Regions from separate parts of the Rattus norvegicus genome. Here region 1 is linked to region 2. A link is a contact called in public Hi-C data. All regions are on one chromosome and are shown on one strand. The core of a region is the stretch at or near the end of the contact, and the rest is flanking DNA. Distances in the headings are between cores, read along the strand shown. Region 1 overlaps Fan1 (FANCD2 and FANCI associated nuclease 1). Region 2 has its middle 14 kb from the start of Klf13.

Region 1 (3,364 bases), core at 444-2,943, 380 kb after region 2:
ACTCCTAACACAGCCGACACCCCAAACCCCCCGTTGCTGACCTTCAGACACTTAACTTTTCCCTTCTTATGAAGTGTGAGGAAATAGATGTATGTTGGTAAGCACTGTTCACATTCACACAGACACGGTGTAGTCTCTGAGCACAGAAGGCGGGAAAGCTGACACTTCTATGTCGCGCTGCCAAGGGGCCAAGCACCGCTAGCCTCTGGTCAGGCAAGGGAGCAGGTTTTCCCAGAGGCACAGCAATGCTGTGGGCCCCACATAGTTTGTGATGAGGCAAGAAAGGACACAGATGAATTCAGATTAGACAAGTGGGGATTCTGTTCCCATGGTATTTTGCTTAAGTTGTGTTTCCCTGTGTAGGTGGAGAGCCATGGTATTGAGAGACCTTAAAACAAGGCAACTGAGCAGAATAGGGGAGAACTTTTACTCCTCCTGACTGGAGAAAATTAACAAGAAAAACATTAAGGCTTAGACTCCATCAGTGTTCGGCATTTCCTTGCTCCTCCTCTCTCCCCCCTTCACCATCATCCTTATCCCCTTCAGCATGATCATCCCCACACTCTCCTACATCATCATCATCTCCATCTCCAAATCAGGGGCCAATGGTACTGCAAGAGATTTGGCCAAATTCATACACAGACACACACAGAGATACACACAGATTTTCACATACATATGCACAGATATACATACACAGATACACACATACAAATAAATACACAGAGATACGACTACACACATAACAACACAGATAATGCATACACACAGATATAACACACACACACACACACACACACACACACACACACACACACACACACAGAGTAAAAGAGACAGAGAGACTAAGTACAACTCTACTCCAGAAACAGTGAGGCAAGCGGGAAGCCTGTGGCTCCCAAAAGAGAAGGGTACGAATGGGCAATGACCACAGACTTCTCGTTGCACAAATAATTAAATGGGGTACAACAATGTACATAATGCATACCACAGAATTGTATCTAAAGTGGCTGAAAGGGCAAACTTTGCACATCTTCTATCCTAACAGAAAAGTAAAAACTAAAACAAACATGAAAAACTGGCAGGATGGCTCAGTAGGTAAGTCCGCTGCAGCCAACCCTGAAAACTTGAAGTTAATCCCAGGATCTAAAAGATGGGAGGAGAGAAATGACTCCCCACAAGTTCATCTCTCACCCATATATGTGCACATGCATATGCAAGCATATACTAAATATAATTTAAAAATTTAAAGAAAAATTTAAAAACGAACCAAAACCAAAACCCAAGGAATGAATGGAAGCTCAAGCCTTGAGGAACTGAGGAGTCTAAAGGAGTCAAGAAGGGGGAGCAGGACCTTGCAGAGCCCACTGTCCCTGGAGAAGGGTGGCCATGTGGCCCCAGGTCCCAGGGGTGTATCTCTCCCTGCAGCATGTGTCCTGTAAACAGACGTAAGTCACAGAAGATGGAGGATGCGGGGACAGGACAAGGACTGTGTGAATGGCACTGAGTATTGGGAAAAGGCTAAAGGAACTAGAACTTTCTTAGCATCGCTGAAAAGTGAGCTCACCGGCCTGCCTGGCCCCGTGACAACAGCAGTGTCCGCAGAACTTGAACAAAGGGGACTGAGTAACGTCTTTGGCCAGTGAAAGACAAGAGGTCGCACAGACACATGTGCTCTCCTTGCCAGGTTGGGTCTGGGCCAGCAAGCACCCCATCTTGCTATTTAAGCCTCAGCATGCAGCAGGAGGAAGAGGCACCATGCCCACCTCCGGGACAGAAAACAGCTTCCGCTGGCTTTTTGTGGGCACTTGAGGTAACAAGGCACCATTTTAGTAGAAAGCAGTAAAAAAATAATACTACATCATACTTCCACATGCCATGGGTGATTTTTTCCAGCCCTTAATCCCCCTGATTCACTAAATGTACCACTGGGAAAAAAAAACTCTCTGTGAGACACAGTCCCTTCCATTCAGTTCAAACACAGGCTGGAGTGGAGACAGGTGGGGAGGGAACCCACACAAAGAGACACTGTTCACCAGCCTGGCTCAGAGGCAGCGGCCTCAAAGGCCCCACCCTGCCCAGCCACAGAAGTGACAAAATCTATTTCAAGTCCCCAAGGTCCCTGGGGCCTGCCAGAGAAGGTGGCCTGTTCAGAGGTGGGGAAATGCCCTGCAGAAGCAGAGAGATACTCTTCAGGCACCTGCACTAAGATAAGAGAGACGATTCCTGTCAGCCTTTCTAACTAGAAGCTCTAAGCAACAAGTACGTAAAGCCAGTCTCCAGGACAGAGCGTCTACAGGACAGAGCGTCTACAGGACAGAGCGTAGGGGCAGAGATGGGGAGGGGCAGACAGGGAGAGACAGAGACCGAGAGACAGAGACAGAAGGAGTATGTGAATATGAACCTGCAGACAGCTGACAGACACCGGACCCTCTCTCTCCTTGATTCCACTTCCTGGAGCCCACTATCAACCCCTTTCTCTTCCAGGCAGAGCAGAGATTATTTAATGCCGGTTAGAACCAGCCCTGCTATCTTGGTGTGGGGGATGGGGCTGGAAGAAATCAAAGAATGTTAACCAAAGGAAAACTATCTTCTAATTATATTTAGAAGAAGTTTCTTTTCATTTACTAAGTTTTTTATTTGACTATCACATTTGTTGTTTTTTTTTTTTTTTTTTTTTTTTTGGTTCTTTTTTCGGAGCTGGGGACCGAACCCAGGGCCTTGCACTTCCTAGGTAAGCGCTCTACCACTGAGCTAAATCCCCAGCTCCCACATTTGTTATATTAGTGGTTTCTAACGTTTTATAAAAACTAAATATTTAAAGGCTTTTGTTTTATCTGGAGTAACTTTTCCATGTATTATACAGAAAACATCACTATTAATAAAAGTCATACTTTTTACTATTTTCTCAGAGCCATAAATTACTTCTTTGATGATAGCATTAACACAGAAATTAACAGGAAAGGAGAAGGAAAGGGGAAGTGGTGCAATTACATACTAATTAAAGAAAAAGAGATGGCAGACATGGTGCAGGCCATAACATCAGCAACGGGGAAGCAGAGGCAGAGGCAGGTAGACCTCTGAGCCCTTGGAGACAGCCTAGTATACATAGTGAGTTCCAGGACAGCCAGAACTGTCCCCACCGACAGACAGACAGACTGACAGACAGACTGACAGACAGACAGAGCTACACAGTGAACCTGTGCCCCATCAACAAACAAACAAGTGAATTGAAGACAGGCTCTTTCCTAGGCTACGGTGGCTCGGTGGCAGAATGTGTGTTTGGATATGCCTTCAGCACCGTCCCCGTGCTGAAGTACTTGGAGGTCGCTATTAAAACCAAATTAAATCAGCCTGGGCCTGC
Region 2 (3,327 bases), core at 120-2,619:
TCTCTGCGTTCCGCGGGGGCGGGGGCCGGCGCCTGCTGGTTGAGGTCCGCTAGGATCCGAGCTACCACGAAAAGAGAGGCGCTGTCCTTGCCGTCGCGGCGCTCGTCAACGCGGGGCAGTGTGGGGGCGGCGGCGGCCGCGCCCTCGGGCCGGGGTTCAGGTCCTTCCCGCGGCTCGTGCACGACTGCGCGGCTGGACATGGACACGAGGCACTCGGCGGCAAAGTGGTCCACATAGGCGGCGGCTGCCATGCTGCGGGCTCGGGCGCGCGGTGCTCTCGCAGGAGTCGTCAGCGGCGCATCCGCACCCACGGCCTCCGGAGAGCGGCGGGGGGCGGGGGCGCGGCGCGCCCTCTTCTCCGGCTGGGCTGGGCTAGGCTGGGCGCGTAGCCGCTTCTGCCGTCACCCGCGCGGCTCCGCGTCCTCCTGGCCGGGCACTGGAGGGTGAGCGCATGGGGGGCTCCAGTGAGGTGGGTCCGCGTGCGGCGTCAGAACCGGCCTGTCCTAGGGACGTCGAGCGGCGGCGACGTTAGGCACGACCCCTGCAAGTTGCGGTCGCAGTTCCACCGTGCATTGTGGCAGGCGGGACAGCCTCCGTGCGCGCCGCGGCTCGGTGTGGGCGGACCGGCCCCGGGGGTGGGCGGGGCCGGGGCCACATCTGGACCCGACGTCAGCCCCCAGCCACATCCTGGCGGCGCAGGTTACAGGCGGCAGCGGCCGCAGGGAGCAGCGCGCACGAAGGGGGCGGGGAGCCTGGAGCGCGCACCGTCCCTCCGGTGCGGTCGCGCGCCCGCGTCTTAAGGGGCGTGGCCAGTGGCAGACGCGAACTCCATTGGCTCTAGAGTACTTTATCCGGCCAATCCGGACCTCTAGAGGGCCCTACTGGCCGCGGGACCTGCGCGCGCCAGTGGGCGTGTCCCCTGGGCCTGCAAGAGGAGGGGCGGAAATCGGAGCCGGGCGCGGGGCGCGCAGACGCATGACGTCCGAGGGTGGCGGGCCGCTGTGTAGCGGCGCAGGGCTAGGGCGCGTGCCTCCCGCAGCGGGAACCTCGCCGGGCCTTTCCATGCCAGAGCTTTTGTGAGCAGGCAGCAGTGGGTGGCACGAGGATGGCAACGCTGGGGAGGGCACCCTGTGGTCGCTCGGCCGGCTGGGAGTGCGGGCAAGGTGGCGTATCTGTCCCGGCCGGACCTAGGCGGCTGACCTCGCCTTTGGGCGGCACATTTCCGAACCTCACCCCACCGCAGCGGAGTTCTCGGGTGGCCGGGCTTGCATTGCAGTCTCCAGCCACCTCCTCACCCTGCTCCTACTGAGCTCAGGTCCTCGATGCAACCTTGGCCGGAGCCATGTCACTACTGGGGCCGCCCCGCCCCCGCGCGGCCGCACTGCCCTTGAGCCTATGTTAACCTGGCTGATGCAGGACCCACCACTGCCAGTGCTGAGAGAGTGAGCTACGTGCTGGGGCTGCGGTCGCGGCTGTTCAGGGAACGCAGGGCCCCTTCCTCCCCCTTCCTGCCCCAGGCCTGCTGCCAACTTCTCCAGGCCGCCCCTCTCCCACCGCGGTCGTGGAGGCTTCAAACACCACCAGCTGCGAGGACCCCGCCCAGGGCGCCCCACCCATCCACTGTCTGGGCCTCTGAAGGAAATGCTCCGCTGCGCCCTGCCGGGGCCTTCCAACTAGGCCACCTTGCTCTAAAGTCTAGACACACATTCATGTTCTTTCTCTCTGAACACTAGGCCACCGTAAGAGAGACCATAGCTTCCTACTGCCTTTGAACCAATCTTAATACACTCAGGACTGGCCGCAACTGCCTCTGACCTGTGAGGATAGGATCAGCAGCCTCTGCTTTTCGTTGTGGATGATGCCTGGAAATAAGTCAGCCACTGGCAAGTCAGGGAAAGCGACTGCCGGTTGGTTGACCCCAGTGGGTTAAAGGGTCGGTCATCTTACTGGAGAAAATTAAGAACTATGGCTCTGATTTTTAAGTTCTTCAAATTAAATGGGAGCCTAAAATAGAAAAGACTTTGGTTCCTGATAATCGGAGAAACATCGATTTGGTATTTTCAGTTGGGAAACTTGTTAATGTTTGAACACCCCTAAGTGTGAGCACACACCCTGAATTTCCTCACTGATGTCTTGTGGAGAAGCTGGATCAAGGCTTTGTAGGAGGGTCTCAACTTGGCAGAAAATAGTCATCTTTGTTCCAGGCAGATTGTGTTGATGACATTTAAGAGACTGTGTCCTGACCGAGGGATGACTCAGAAGGCTCCTCCATTCCCACCACATGCCACAGACAGTCATTTCATTGGGAAAGAGCTGGCCCCTACACTGCCTTTCTGGCCATGTATTCCTTCATGTCCCTCTGCGGCCAGGGGGGATTCGACAGTCTTTTTGGTGGTGCCCTCCTGGGCTCTGCCTACACTAGGACAAAGTGGACCTTTTTGGGACATGCATATTCACTGGACCTCCTTATAGGCTTCTAGGGTAGCCTGAGTCAATGGACCCTTCTGACATGCCCCATCCAATCTTTCTTCCTGATGGTCTCCCAAAGGGTTTTCCCCATTTAGATGTTATATACAAGCAGCATTACCTTGAATGATTTCTCACCATTTCACTTACCAAGTATGTAATGATTGAGCTCTCAAAGTTAACCTTTCTTGTCCCAACCCCAGATGGAAATACCCTAGGGGTTCAGTTCTGTTCTGCAGTTAATATCTCATAGCTCTGGGTCCATGTTTCTGTGCTAAGAGAATCTTGACAACAATAGTATAGGTAAGAGTAAGGATGTTTCCCTTTAGCTGGAAAGAAGAGGAAAACCAGCACAAAACAGACCTGGCTGGACCAAAGTGGGAGCAAGTGAGCCATAAGGGGACTAATGATGGGTGAGGTTTGGAGTGAAGGTGGTAGTTGTTCCTTTTGGAGCCTCTAAAGCAACCTTGGCTATAAGATACAAATCTCAACTATAAGACAAGAATGCACATGGACAGGAGTAGGAGAAGAAGCAAGCAGACAGTGAAGCTGAAACATGCCCAAGAAAATGAAAGCCTGAAATAGGAAGGAAGGTTTCCCCACAAGGGTCACAAATGGTGACACTGGGTACCTCTGGACGTGGAAGGGAAAGGAACTTGAAATAAGAATGGTCCTAAATGATTGTGCTAGAGTCTGTTCTGAGATATTCAGGTGGGCTGCCGGCTCTGTGTAGCCTCACAGCTGCCCCCTCCTCTTCCTGAGGAGAGACTGTATCTATCTAAAGGAGGCAGAGATCAGTCTCCAAACAGTGGCAGACAGAGGCAGTGGCGCTCATGTGCCTGCTGACAGCTACAAGCCCCT

The links. A called contact is a pair of places that touch in the nucleus more often than the background predicts.
Region 1: a contact with region 2 is called in a Hi-C map of Schwann cells, with 8 times the contacts expected there. The contact joins two enhancer-like sites. A contact is called at or near these places in 2 of 12 Hi-C or Micro-C datasets (Schwann cells and frontal cortex).

Annotation. Positions count from the first base shown.
Region 1 is chr1:127,342,373-127,345,736 of GRCr8, forward strand. All of the region lies in intron 7 of Fan1 (FANCD2 and FANCI associated nuclease 1), which reads right to left. Among named protein-coding and RNA genes, the nearest start is that of Fan1, 12 kb to the right of the region's middle. Within about 2 kb of position 1,694, at least 44 of the 93 cell types and tissues checked have an H3K27ac peak or open chromatin away from gene starts, as enhancers often do.
Region 2 is chr1:126,960,607-126,963,933 of GRCr8, forward strand. No RefSeq gene overlaps it. Among named protein-coding and RNA genes, the nearest start is that of Klf13, 14 kb to the left of the region's middle. Within about 2 kb of position 1,370, at least 55 of the 93 cell types and tissues checked have an H3K27ac peak or open chromatin away from gene starts, as enhancers often do.